2 separate regions of the Macaca mulatta genome follow, and region 1 is linked to region 2. Evidence: chromatin contacts called from public Hi-C data. All regions are on one chromosome and are shown on one strand. The core of a region is the stretch at or near the end of the contact, and the rest is flanking DNA. Distances in the headings are between cores, read along the strand shown.

Region 1 (7,624 bases), core at 2,770-5,269, 400 kb before region 2:
ACCTCTCTGTCCTCTGGCACAATAATACTATCCCTGGAACGCTCAGGAAATATTTAGATAACCATCTGGCCAGAGCCATTTTTGCATCCTGGGTAATACTATATGCACTGCTTTGGAAAGACCATCATTCACCATAATAAAAGCTGTTAGAGGTAATTTGGTGGCTTGCTTTATGAAGGATTTCCACAGGCACAGATACTTTTGAATTACAGGCAAAATTCCCCAGATTCTGCTAAAGATTTGTGCCAAAGTCGTCATAATTATACATCTCTGGGTGTTTGTTCCTGCCAGCAATGAATTAATGAGATGATATTACTTATAATCTTTGAACACTATGAAATGAAAACAGAAACAGGAATAAAATAATAATGAGCTAGGGACTCATTATAGAGGAAACAACAAAACGATGAGACGGGCCTCATTATAAAAGAAACAATCTCAATTGTTGAAAGGAAAGCTCATCCTAGCTAAGAAAACCAGAAAAAAAGTAAACAGCTAATCTTTGTGAACAGAGAGTCGAGGTTGGAATGGGCAGCAGTAAAGTGGATGAGATGAGCCTTCTCTGTCCATTAGCAATGACTTTTCCCATCCCACTACTGTGATCTCTATGTAGAAAAGAGCCTGTGCTTTCTCCAGCTACCTGGGATGGGACTGCAATCACGGGGAGCAACTTCAGACCCTCCTCAGAGAACCTTTGCTGCATTGTACCATGGAAACCACGCTAAAACAAAGGATGACACAAGAGTGATGTTTAATTAACTATAACTTCCTCTGGTGTGATACCTACACCAACGAAATAAATATGGGCAACATAGTCAGGTTAAAATGCGTTCTAGGTCCAGCAGGCCATTAAGAAGCAAGTGAGTTTGGACAAGCTCGCTCTTTGCTCCAAGCTTCCTCTTTCTTCATTTTGGAGATAAGGAGGCACTTTAGATATGCTGTGGTCACACAGGGCCTCCTGACCATATAAATCACTAAGTCTCTGAATGTTAGAAGATAAATACATTTCCTGAAACAAGAAAACTACAAAATACTCTCTATACATTATGGAGATATGTGTTGTGTGTGTTTTCATTGTGTATTCACTTATGCATTATTTTTAATTACAACTAGAATACTTAGGTGGATGGGTAGCCAGATGATAGATACTTGATAGAAAGATAGAGAATATATATGTAGACAGATAGATGATAATAGATAGGTCTAATATATAACATGGAAAATGCAAAGTGAACATGGGATATGGTCCCTATTTTAAGAAACCCAGAGATGGAAGAATATGCTGTAGCTCAACCCTCCTCCTGCTCAGTAATATTCATAAATATGAAAGCCAGGATGTGAGTGTGTGGTTCAGGCCATATGTTTGCATGTTGATGAATTTGAGCGAAAAGGAAAAAGGTCGTTGTGTGTTTTTATAGACAAGTTTCCCCCATTGTGATGTGTTTTATTAGCAGAGCTCCTTTTCCTTTGTGGAAAGAGAAAATTGTTTCTTACAGGTTTTTAAAGCAAATAAATCATTTGTCAATTTTTCAAGCTGTCCAATTGTATATTAATTATTACAAAATTATAAAAGCTCAAAGAATCTAAAGGAGCAATTTAGTCTGCTTACCTGCCTCCAGGCAAAATTTACACAAACCAAGAGATATATTTGGTGTGTCCTGCCAAGTGAATTATTTTTTGATCCAAGCATCTATTTCTTTTTCCAATGAGTGGTTTCACAATTAAATTTTGTTCTCATAGTTAACCAGTTTAGTTGCTATTGAGATGGTTCTAATATCACATTCCACACAGTGGGTCCAGCAGCACAGCTTGCATCTTGTGGGCAGTGCTATTTCCAAGTAGCCTCTTAAAATTCCCCAAGGTCAGTCAATGTCTGTAACAGTGGGTGTTATTAGGGGAAAAATCACCTTCAGTATGCACTGTTCTGCTTCTTTCTTGTTGTTATTGCCGTCATTTAGAAAGCTTTTTTGTGTGTTTTAGATCTTGAATGGCTCCATCAGTGAGGCCAGAAAGAGTAAACATAGGGGACTTTGTGCTGGGAACCTGATCCAAGACCATGACCCAGTAAGGTGGTAAATATGAACTATCCAGTAACTCCTGGAACCTGGCTAGGACTGTGGAGGTTACATCAACTAATAGTAACAACAATAATAATGACTACAGGCATGCGTCCAAGTGCATCAGATCTCAGTCTAACCCTTTGCTCACGTGCTCGTGGTTCAGTGCTGCTCTCTGATGAGGATATACAGGGTTTCACAGCCCCTGATCTCATGGACATTATCATTTACTGAGGGATATGTGAATTAAATAACTGCCTTCAATTTTTTTTTTTTTTTTTTTTTTTGCCAGTGTGATTTGGTTGCTCAGCATCTGCCCAGTCTCCCTTCATTTGGGGACCCTGTTCCCTAGCTCCCCGTCCCAGGCCCCTCAGATCTGCGGCACAAATGCATGCCCTAATCTCCCACCTTAGAGTTTTATGTGGAATCCAGACAACCTTGTAAAATACTTATTGGCTATGGGCAGATCATGTTCATGGTATGGAAGTGGTCTGAGGTCCAGCCCCAAACCCTTCCCTGGTGGCTGTTCCAGTCCCCAGAGCTGAGTGTGGTTCAAGGAAGGACCTCCTCAGTGCTGATGGTCCCTGGCTGTGTACAGCCTCACGCTTCATTCTTCAGCCTTTCCAGGGAGTCTGTGATATCCCCAACATCCTTTAAATACAATCATTTTTTCCTAAATCTGCCAGACGTTGTTTTGTGGCTTACAACTGAGAATCCTGACTCATTGTTCAAACAATATTTTAATTACAAATGTGAAGGAGGCGAGTTGGCTACTGTGTGATTGAACCAAAAGGAAGGGTCCCAGCCTGCCGCAAGGGAGGAGGCCTTTCTGAAGAAGCAGTCTTGAAGTAGGAGTGATAGCTGCAACACAGTCATCTTGGAGACTTTGGTACATGTTTTGGAGAAGTCTTACTACGACAAGCATCAAGAAAACATCAATTATTATAACCTGATTCATTTTACTCAAGATGACTAGAGACTGTAGATAGTGTGGATCTAATGAGTTTTTGTGTCATTAAAAACTAAAGACCAGTAAACTCCAGTTACAAGTACAGTATCTTATTAAAGGAGTGATACTAATTCTACAAAGATAAATAATGCAAATCATTTTGCCTGTGACCCACCAGTCTGCACTATGGAAGATAATGCAAGAATCTTATCCGTTTTGTGTGTCTTTTATGTCACTCTGAAGATAGGGATGCTACCTGCCTGAAAGCAGCACATGTTTGTATATCTTAGTGAACATGGACAGAGCATGACAATTAATTCATGATGTGCTCTGTTTTCACATAAAACAGAGCTGGATGTGCTCTGCTGTGAGCAAGTCATTACATCACCACGCGTCCCCACACACATGCTGAGACACCCAGAGTGCTCCCCCACGTGCTTGTGGAGCTTATCCCACAGAGAAGCATTTCCTTGTTTTTCTCCAAATGCCAGCTCTTTACAGAGCCGTTCAAGTCAAGACTTACTTAGGAAAAAGTTTCTAGATGCGCACACTCAGACAGTCAATATTACAGTGTTTCTTAGAGAAAGATCTTGCTAAAAGAAGCTTGAAACAAGCCGATTTAGCTTAACAGCCAACAATACATTGAAAGCATGTGCTTTTCTGCTCCTCTTCCCCTTCCTCCTCCTCTTCTTCTTCCTTCTCCTCTTCCTCTTTCTCCTTCTCCTTTTGTTTTTTTTTTCTATTCCATCTTTAAATATAATAAAAAAACCCTTAATGATTATTTATGAACTAGATACAAAATGAAGATTTGCCCAATATGTCTCAGCAGGAGGTTTCTATGGAAACACTTTACACTGGGTAATAATCCCTGACAGCCAGGTTGGCTCTCAAAAGCAGACACTGATATAAAAACGACAAGAAAATAAACACGTTCCAAAATCCTGGAGTACACATGGCAGGGGTTTCTGTAAGCATGGGTTGTTTGTGAGGCTGCTTCCATTCTTGTGGTGTACGGTTTTCTATGAAAGGAAAACCATGAGGCTTCTGAGCTCCTCTGGTAGCAGCTTGCAGACCCTCCAATCCGACGACACAGAGCAAATCGTCTCTGGAAATTCACACAGTGTAAATTAGTTAGGGTGCAGACGCTTGGAACACAGAATACCAATCTCTTGGGAAACAAAGCTTAATTTCATCAAGTGTCATAAAATAAGTCTGCATTTCCTGGAGAAAGGGGCGTCATGGGAGTAGGTGTCCATCTCACTGGGTCTGAGGGAAGGTACACCAGGATCCGATTGGAAAGGCGGGATTCGAGGGCTGTTGTCCTTCGAGGATACACAGAAAAACGTACCTTCTTGCAAATGGTAACGTTTAAGGGTTATGTCTGCAGGAAAATGATTCCTGAATGAATTATTTTTAACTGCAGGAAAAAAACAGTAAAAGTCATATAATGGAGACTAAGGCTAAGATGATAGACACGTTGTGAGGGTTTTGAGGGAAACGAGATACAGTAAACACAACCTGCACGACTGTCTATTAGATTTGACAGTGTCTTCTGGTTTTGGTCTCTAAAGTGCCCCCTCAGACTCAGGATAAGTTGCTCAGCTCTTTTATCTACAGTGGTTCTGGGGGATGCCGGAATACATGTTGAGACTGGTAAGACCGACCCTCAACATGTAGAAACTGTAATTTTGAACTTCGAGCTTTTTAGAGTTCTACAGTCCCTTGAACCACATATTTTAGACACATATCTTCCTCTTATCTTGAAAATATAGCATTTGTTTTCAATGTATTATAAAACTACAAATATGCAAAAAGATCTATATTGTAAAGAATAAAAGATCTTGCCTAAGAATAAGGGACGATCCTGGAAGAGATGACTGAAGGCCCTGACATTCCTGCTCAAACACACAGCCCTCCCTGGGGCTTGGGACTCGCCTTTGTGGTTCAGGAAAAATTCTACCTCCACTTTTTAAAACCAGAATTTGGACATTAGATCCACACATTCTGTCAACATTTGCATATGTGTGGGTTTAACAGCCTGGTGAATTGTTGATTGCGCACAAGACTGAACATAGAACAAATGTATTGGACTGGTAATTAAGAGCCTGAAATTCTGTCCTTTCTTTCAAACTAATTAGCTTTTGAGTCTCCACTTCCGAGCGTTGCATACAAGGATGAGATTTATCAATCCCAGCTGTGGGTAAACTAAAGAAACAATGGATGTGACAATGTTTAAACAGCATACGGAAGTATCTAAGTAGGAAGGATTATTTTCCTAATAAGGCCAGACTTACAGGATCGCAGAATCTAAGTATTGAATGAAAGCCAGAGTTATTGGGCTGAAAATACCTCTCAATTCAAGAAATCATTCTATAGAATCATTGATTCATCCATCCATCTATCCACCTACGCATCCATTTGTTCACTCCTGTATCTCAAGTTTATCATCTTTTATGAAGCACCTGCCCTTCTGTAGACACAGTGCACTAGGTTTGGATGCTCAGTGACAGAATACAGGTGATCCTTGCTCTCATAACTTCCAGTGGGGAGGCCACATACTAAACAAGCCCTTTGAGAAAAAGAAGAGATTGAGAAGAATGGCAGCACGCTTGAGTAAAAAGTACTAGGAATCCCAGCTGAGCAGAGCCCAGGGAAGCTGCAGGCCAAGGCCCAGACCTCAGGCATACACAGATGTATGGCAGCTTCCTACTTATATCTGAGGTCAGCGAACGGTGTAGGCCAGCCTGAATTGGAAAGAGGAGTGGATTATCGAATATACTTTAAAGCAATTCAATTTTAATAATTTTAACCATATCCTAGTGAACCCAATAGGTTAAGTCTTAATTAGCACAAAATTACTCACTTTTAGTATGCAAGATACATATTAGCCCCATCTTACTTGTTATTACATTTATAGGAACTTAATAACACAAATAAGAGGGGGTTAATGCACACAATAGATTATACTGTACAATAGAGAAAATAGGGAGAATGATGACTCTCCACACAAAGATGAGCATATTAACCCTGGGACCCGTGCAATGTGACCTTACACTGCGAAAGAAGTTTCGCAGATGAGATTAAGACGAAGGATCTTGAAATGGGGAGATTATCCTGGATAATCTTTGTGGCTGCAACCTAATCCACTCAAGGCCTCACAAGCAGAGTTGTGACGTGAGAGGGAATTCACCCACCACTGCTTTCTGTGAAGACAAAGGAGGTGGCCCATAAGCCACAGACCGAAGCCAGTCTAGAGAAGCTGGAAGATCCCTTGGCTGACAGCCAGCACCAAAACAGAGACCTGGGTCCCAGGAGCTCAGCGAACTGAATCCCACCAGCAATCCGAGTGAATGAGCCCCTAGACGCTGGAAAAGTCGAGGGGATGGATGTTCCCCAGGAGCATCCAGAAAGGAGCAAACACAGCCTGCAACACCTTAGTCTTAGCCCAGCCAGCCCCGTGTTGAACCTTGACCTACAAAACGGTACGATGATCATTTATGCTATTTTAAACTGCTACCTCTGGGGTAATTTATTATGGTGATGATGGAAATATAATAAGTGTGACTTTCTGTATGTTATAAGCTAAAGACTCAGAAATATAATACAATTTAACTTTGTCAGATATCATATGCTTTCCTTTCCCACCCAAAATTAGTTGGGAGAAAGACACAGGCCAACACCGCAGGGCACGTGGCCTTTGACCCTTCACACCTCTTCCTGCGGGGTGCTTTCTCCAGGCCTCTGTCAACGTCAGCTCCGCCACGGGATTCCTCCCGCACAGGTGAGGGTTTAGTAGGTTCAAGGCCATGGCCGTCCCAACACATTTGCTTTTTTCTCAGACCATAAAATAAAATAAATTTGCCGAGGGACTGTCACGCTATCCAGAAACTTTTGGCTTTTGGAATTTATCTTTTGTGATGAACTTTCAAAGCTTTCAATATTTTCCAGCAGTAAGCACTGTAAACATAGATAAGGGAAAGACAAATTTCAGCCTAACCCTCAGAAATGATCAAAATGACAAACTGCTTGTGTGTAAACGGTATAGGCTGAAGTAGATAAGTTCAGGGTATCACAGCAGCAATGACAAATCTGCCGTTGCCCCAGAGTTGCAGGATCTCATAAAAATGTAGAAACATTGCTCCTAGTTGGAAATTTATCGGTATTTCTCAGTGATGGATTTGTGGACCATTTTCTCCAAGTCTTTCAACTACATTCTCCACTATATGGCTCTTCACCTGAACCACAGGACGTGACAAGGTTCCTTCCTCTCAAATCCTTCCACCTCGCTTCCTGCTAGCTATCTCTTGGCGTCTGCTGTGTTTCCTGGGCTGTGTCTGACTGGGTTTTGAGACAATGGTCACACATGGTTCCATCACTCCAGTCTCCCAAAATCAGCTAAGCCTTGGGCTGGAAATGTGTAAGTGCAGACATTAGCCAGCGCTTATTTCATACTAAATAGAAACACCCACATTTCAAGCCAGAATTCCTTTTACAGGCCAGCTTTGAAATGGAAAAATTGTGTTCATTTCTATCATTAGATTTTCTTTTATTTCTCTATAAACACTCATAGGGAATAATAATAAAGTTCATGTTTTTCCCAAAAGACATTGGTTGGCAA
Region 2 (6,900 bases), core at 1,924-4,423:
CAGAGCCAGGAGGATGGATCCCCACGTGGGTTCGGTGGGTCTGTGTCTCTGGAGAACCCTGATTAATACAATACAGATGATGGATGTATGTATGGATGGATGGATAGACAGACACAGAGACAGAGAGAGATAAGAGAGAGAAATGTTATGGAACTGTCTTACATATTTGTGGAGATCGGCAAGTCTGAAATCCACAGGGCAGGCATCAGAATCTGGAAATTTAGGGAAAAGTTGATATTGCCATCTTGAGTTCAAATTCCCCAGGGCAGCAGGCTAGTAACTCAATCAAGTTTCCATATTGCAGTCTTCAGGCAGAATTTCTTCTTCTTTGGGAAACCTCCATCTTTGAGCTTCTGGCCTTCCACTGACTGGATGGGGCTCACCCACATCATTGAGGGTCATCTCAGTTACAGTGAACTGATTACAGATGTTAATCACATCTGGACAAGACCTTCAGAGCAACATGTAAACTGGTGTTGGACCGAACTACCATACACCAAAGGCCAGGCAAGTGGATACATAAAATTAATCACGCCAGCTGGCATAGATTGCCTTCTTTCTAGAACTTCCACAGGGCAAGAACAGTGATCTTTCCCCAGAAAGCAGCCAGTCCTCAGGGTCCATCAGCTGCTGTCCTGGAACCACAAGAGCTCCCAGCACAGGGAACTGCAGATGGAAGAGGGAGGGACAGACAGCGCTGGTGGTTCTTGCACTGCTCTCAGATTCTGCCCTTTTTCCTCCTAGATGGTTTTGTTGAGGAATCTCCAAGGACCACGGTAGTTCCTGCCATGCTCTCTCAGCCTCGGGGGTGACATAATTATGCAAATGCACCCAAGGGAAACTTTAATTTTCGTGCAATTTATACATGGAAGTGCTCAGATCTCAAGTGTACCTTACAATCCCTGTCAAGACACAGAGCATCTTCCGTGTCCCAGAAAGGCACCTAATTCTCCTTCCCCTGAGTCCTCCACTGCAAAAGCCTGTACTGATCAGATTTCTGTCACCCTCAGTCTCTCTTGCTGATTTCTACAAGTTTGTATGGATTCGATCACCTGGGGTGTACACTTCTGTGTTTGCCGTACTCCTCTCAGCCTGTTACTCTTGAGACTCATGCACATTGTGTAGGGGCGTTTCATTCCTTTTTACTGCTGAGTGCTCTCCAAGTGCATAAGCAAAGCATACTTTACCCACGTGTTGATTAAACAATACAGGTTTGACTATTATAACCGTCTTTTTTGTAAAGGAACTTTTATGGATATATTGCATTTATTTTTGATAAATGCCTGGGAATGAAATCACTAGGTCATAGGATAGAAGTACATTATTTTAGGAGAGGACAGACAGTTTGCCAAAGTGGCTGTACCATTTTCCATCCCTGCCAGCAGCAGACAAGCATGCCAGGGCTCCGCATTTCTCCCAGCACCCATTGCAGTTGGCCTTGTGCATTGCGGGTCTTCAAGGGCAGCATGAGGTAGGAGCTCTTTGGGTGTCTAATGTGCATTTTCTTGATGGTTGATTAAGTTGAGCAGGTTTTCATGTGCTTATTTGCTATTTTCACATCTTCTTTTGTGAACAGCCTCTTTGCCTTTTTCTTTTTTTAATTGTGTTCAGTCTTATTATCATTGAGTTTCAGAAGCTCTTCATGTAATTTGCATACAATCCTCTTTCTTATGAATACATTCTCACAGTCTGTGACTTACCTGTTTATTCTGTTGATATTGTTTTGTGATGAAGATTTTATTTTTTTTGAGACAGAGTCTTATTCTGGCACCCATGCTGGAGTGCAGTGGTATGATCTTGACTTACTGCAACCTCTGCTTTCTGGGCTCAAGCGATCCTCCCACCTCAATCCCCCAAGTAGTTGAGAGTACAGGAGCGATCCACATGCCTGGCTAATTTTTGTATTTTTTGAGCTCAAGCTATCCACCCATCCCAGACTCCCAAAGTGCTAAGATTACAGGCATGAGCCACTGCGCCTCCAGTGTTCTATCTTGTTCTATCTTGAAGTATAATTAATCATTTTTTAATTTTATCAATATGTTTTTTGTCTCCTAAAAAGCCTTTGCTTGCCCTAAGATCACAGATACAGTCTTCGGTGTTTTCTTCTAGAAGTTTTATGATTGTTTTAGCTTTTACATTTGGGTCCATAATTCATCTCAAATTGATTCTGTATGCAGTATATTAGTGATCAAGTTCTTTTTTTTTTTTCTTTTGAGACAGAGTCTCGCTCTGTGGCCCAGGCTGGAGTGCAGTGGCGGATCTTGGCTCACTGCAAGCTCCGCCTCCCGGGTTCACGCCATTCTCCTGCCTCAGCCTCCTGAGTAGCTGGGACTACAGGTGCCCACCACCACGCCCGGCTAATTTTTGGTATTTTTAGTAGAGACGGGGTTTCACCGTGTTAGCCAGGATGGTCTCGATCTCCTGATCTCGTGATCCACCCACCTTGGCCTCCCAAAGTGCTGGGATTACAGGCGTGAGCCACTGCGCCTGGCCAAGTTCTTTTTTTAAATGGATCTCACATAAGGCACATTTTAAAATATGAATTACAAAATATTGATTACAGTTGACTCTTGAACATTGAACAATGTGGGGTCAAGGGCACCAACCCTCTACACAGTCCAAAATTTTTTGACTCCCTCCAAATTTAGCTCCTAATAGCCTGTTGACTGAAAGACTTACCAATAACAGAGTTAATTAATGCATGTTTTTTATATTGTGTGTATTATATACTGTATTGTTACAATAAAGTAACCTAGAAAACAGAACATGTTACTAAGAAAATCATAAGGAGAAGAAAATGCATTTACTCTTCATTAAGTGGAAGATCTTCACAAAGGTCTTCATCCTGGTTGTCTTTTGTTGAGTATGCTGAGGAGGAAGAGGGAGAAGATAAGTTGTTCTCCTTGCCTCAGGGGTGGCAGAGGCAAAAGAAGGTCTGCGGGGTTCAAACCCATGTTGTTTAGGGCTCAACTGTAATACAGTGGCAATAGACACTTGCTTCCATTTGTCTATTAACACCGGTTTGGAAAACTGGCTTTAGTACACCTGAGAGAGTTAGAGAAACTCATGTAATTCACCGCCTCCTCTTGCTTTTCCACTTCCTCTACATGGGACTACTTTGACTTACTAACCACATTTATTTATCACTGTCGGTTTCCTTGCTGTCAAAATAGAAGTTTATTTTCATCCCCCCTGTGTGTAGCACAGCACATGTGACAGACGTTCTCCAGATGGTATTGCCTCACTTGATATTTTTCTCTCTTTCCTTTTTTTAAATTATGAAATTTACCATTCATGGATATATATGCACAGTTCAAAGAATAAATATACTCTCTTTTTCTCCCTCATACACAAATTTATAAGGTTTTTTATATTTATACAAATATGTACCCTTTTTTGGGTGCTTTTCATTGCTTCTTACAGGTTCAGGGTTAAATCTGTTATAATTTTTCTTCAGCCTGAGACAATTATCATAGTATTTCCTTTTTTTTTTTTTTTCCTTTTGAGACAGGGTCTCCCTCTGTCACTCAGGCTGGAATGCAGTGGCATGATCGTGACTCACTGCAGCCTCTGCCTCCTGGGTTCAAGTGATTCTCATGCCTCAGCCTCCCGAGTAGCTGGGACTACAGCTGCACACCACCATGCCCAGCTAATTTTTGTATTTTTTTGTGGAGACATGGTTTCACCATGTTGGCCAGGCTGATCTTGAACTCCTGACCTCAAGTGATCTGCCTGCCTCAGCCTCCCAAAGTGCTGAGATTACAGGCATGAGCCACTGCACACAGCCAATTGTTGTATTTCTTAAAGAGAAGGTCTGATGGAGAGAAATTCTCTTAGCTTTTCTCTCTTGAAAATGTATTTCTTTTCCCTTCATTTTAAAATTAATCTCCTTTGTGAGATAATAGTAGATTCACATACAATTATAAGAAATGCAGGGAGATCCCATATATTTTTTACTGAGTCTCCTCCAATGATGACATCTTACAAAATTATAGTGTAATATCATAATCAGGTATAGACATTGATACAGGCAAGATATAGAACAGTTCCATCACCTCAAGGATCTCTCATGTTGCCCTTTCTTTAGAAACACTTAACTGTCTCCTCCCTACATCCATTCATGACCCCTGGTAACCATGAATCTGTCTTCTCTTTTCTATAATTTTCTCATTTCAACAATGAATTATACAGTATTTGATATTTTGAGATTGGCTTATCTTCATTTTGGAAGGCTATTTCTGCAAGATGTGGAACTCTAGGTTGGTAGTTATTTGTACACATGTGTGGGCATGCATGCTGTCATGTATCCTTTCAGCACTTTGAGGATATCTGTCTGTTGTTTCTGGCCACTATTAAGTCTGGTGAGAAGTCAGTGACTGCATTTATCATTGTTCTCCTGTACATAATGTGCATCTTTTATCTGGTTTATTTTAAAAATCTGCTCTTTAGTTTTGGTGGTCACCAATTAGCTCTGATGTGCTTAGGTACTTTGTATTTTTCCTGATTGGTGTTTTCTCATTGTTTTAAACTTGTGAGTTTATGTCTTTTATCAGTTTTAGACCATTCTCAGCAAATATCTTATTAAATATTTATTCTTCTTCATTTTCTGTTCTCCTTCTTGGATCCCAATTATATGTATGTTGGGTCATTTGATATTGTCTCACAAAGAAAGACATCATCACCTATTCTGGGTTTTGTGGGGTTTTTTTTTTTTTTTTGGTCTTTTTATGTTTATTTTTTATTTGTCAGTTTTTAACATTGTATTTCAGCTTTGATACTTTCTAATAACTTGTCCTCAAGTTCACTGATTATTTCCTCTGCTAAGTCACTCTATTATTAAATCCAATAACATACTTATTTCTGATACTGTATTTCTCATGTGTAGCACTTCCGTTGCATTATCTTTCATAGCTTCCTTATCTCTGGTGATATTTGGCATCTCTTCCGACATGCTGTACACTTTTTCCAAAATATTATTTAGCACACTTTTAGTTAAAGCCCCTATCAAATAATTTCAGCATCTGGCCCATCTGTATGTCTAGCTGTTAACTGTTCCATTCTCTATTGTAAGACATCAGAACAGCAGAGCCCAAAGTGCACACGATTTTCCTTCATGTGTCAGGCACTGGCTTCATGTCACTGAATAGATGTATTTTGCAGTTAAGCTGTGTCTGAGCTATTTGGCACATTAAGCTTGCTAAGGTTTACTACTAGGTTCAAATATTTTGAAAGTAAGCTCAGAATTTTCCATTCTGCAGTGTGTGGGTTTCTGAGCACTAGCAAAATTCCCTAATTTTTTTCATGTCACCCAAATCACCAGTTTTTCAAATCATGAGAGATCTCTCTCTGTTTACAACTCAAATGATGGTTTGTATGTTGTTGGAGAATCTCCTTTGCTCTCCAGTCCAGCCCAGGCTTTTGGATCCACATGGAGATCTTGCTCTGTTTGGAATGCCCTGGAGGAGTTTCTTTCATATTTTCTGCCCCACCTGTAGCTATTGTCACTTGAAAGTCTGAGGTTTTTTTGTTTTTGCTTTTTAAGAGAGGAGGATTTTCTCAGGTCTCTTATTATGCCAGGCTCTTGGAAATTGAAAATGGAGGGTGCCTTGGGTTGGTTTATCACAGATCTCATGCTCTGCTTCTCTCCTCCTCTAGTAGGTGTTGCCTTGGTCTGGGAGAAGTTGCCTTGGACTGTAAGGGAATCTCCAGGTCTCTATCTGGTCTCCACCGCAGGCTCTGGAATATTATATTAGTCAGGGTTCTCCAGAGGGACAGAACTAATAGGATATGTACATATAAAATGGAGTGTTTTGTTTGTTTGGTTTTTTTTCTTTTTGGGAGAATTGGCTCACACTATCACAGGGCAAAGTCCCACAATAGGCCATCTGCAAGCTGGGGAAGAGAGAAGCTGGTAGTGGCTCAGTCCAAGTCCTAAAGCCTCAAAACCAGGAAAGCCAACAGCGCAGCCTTCAGTCAGTGCGTAAGGGTCTGAGGGTCCCTGCCAAGCCACTGGTGCAAGTCCCAGAGTCCAAAGGCTGAAGAACCTGGAGTCTGATGTCAAAGGGCAGGAGGAGCAGAAGGAAGCATTCAGCGCAGGAAAAAGAAGGAAACCAGAACAACCAGCAAGCCAGCCTATCCCACCTTTCTCCTCCTGCTTGGTTCCAGCCATGCTGGCAGCCAATTAGATGGTGCCCACCAACCTGGAGGGAGGGTCTTCCTCTCCCAGTCCAGCGACTTAAATGTCAGTCTCCTCTGGCAACACTCTCACAGACACACCCAGATACAACACTTTACCAGCCATCTAGGCATCCTTCAATCCAGTCAAGTTGATACCTAACATTAACCATCACACATACTGTTCCCAAGCATTTGAGGAAAGCCTGTCCGGGAGGCATACTCTATTATCGAGGAGCCTCAGAATTCTAATCTGTCAGCCATATATGCCATTGCACGTTTACTAAAGTTCATCCTAATTCATCCTTATCCCCATCTATGGCAGATTTCTTTTTCTCTTGTGTTTACATCAAGAATGAGAATCTCTTCTCTTCTCAGAAAAAAAAGAGATTTTAACTTACGCCATTGGATACTTCATGAGGACACTGGAATCAGCAGGCAGGTTTAGAGAATCTACTCAGTGCTTTTCACAAGTCCATATTTTCACTGATATTAAGGTCACTTGGCCTGCCTGTGCCTCTCAGTTTTAGAAGCAGATATAATGATAATAATATCTGATTTTCAAGCATGCTGTAAGGAAGACAGAGATAAAATCTCTCTGTATTCTCTGCTATTTTCTAGAATTTAATTCATGTATGAGTTTTTGTTTTTTAATCTTCAGCTTTTTGGTTAGTTTAGAAAGACTATGATTTTGTGACTTCTTACCTCTTGCTTGAGTTATTACAT

Evidence for each region. Hi-C and Micro-C count contacts between places; a contact is called where the count stands out from the background.
Region 1: a Hi-C map of fetal cortical plate shows a contact between it and region 2, with 2.4 times the contacts expected there. The contact joins two enhancer-like sites. A contact is called at or near these places in 2 of 14 Hi-C or Micro-C datasets (fetal cortex germinal zone and fetal cortical plate).

The regions. Positions count from the first base shown.
Region 1 is chr6:7,035,941-7,043,564 of T2T-MMU8v2.0, reverse strand. No RefSeq gene overlaps it. Among named protein-coding and RNA genes, the nearest start is that of MED10, 440 kb to the left of the region's middle. Within about 2 kb of position 4,019, at least 5 of the 40 cell types and tissues checked have an H3K27ac peak or open chromatin away from gene starts, as enhancers often do. A contact at or near this core is called in fetal cortical plate, where this site is marked.
Region 2 is chr6:6,632,359-6,639,258 of T2T-MMU8v2.0, reverse strand. No RefSeq gene overlaps it. Among named protein-coding and RNA genes, the nearest start is that of ICE1, 88 kb to the right of the region's middle. Within about 2 kb of position 3,173, at least 3 of the 40 cell types and tissues checked have an H3K27ac peak or open chromatin away from gene starts, as enhancers often do. A contact at or near this core is called in fetal cortical plate, where this site is marked.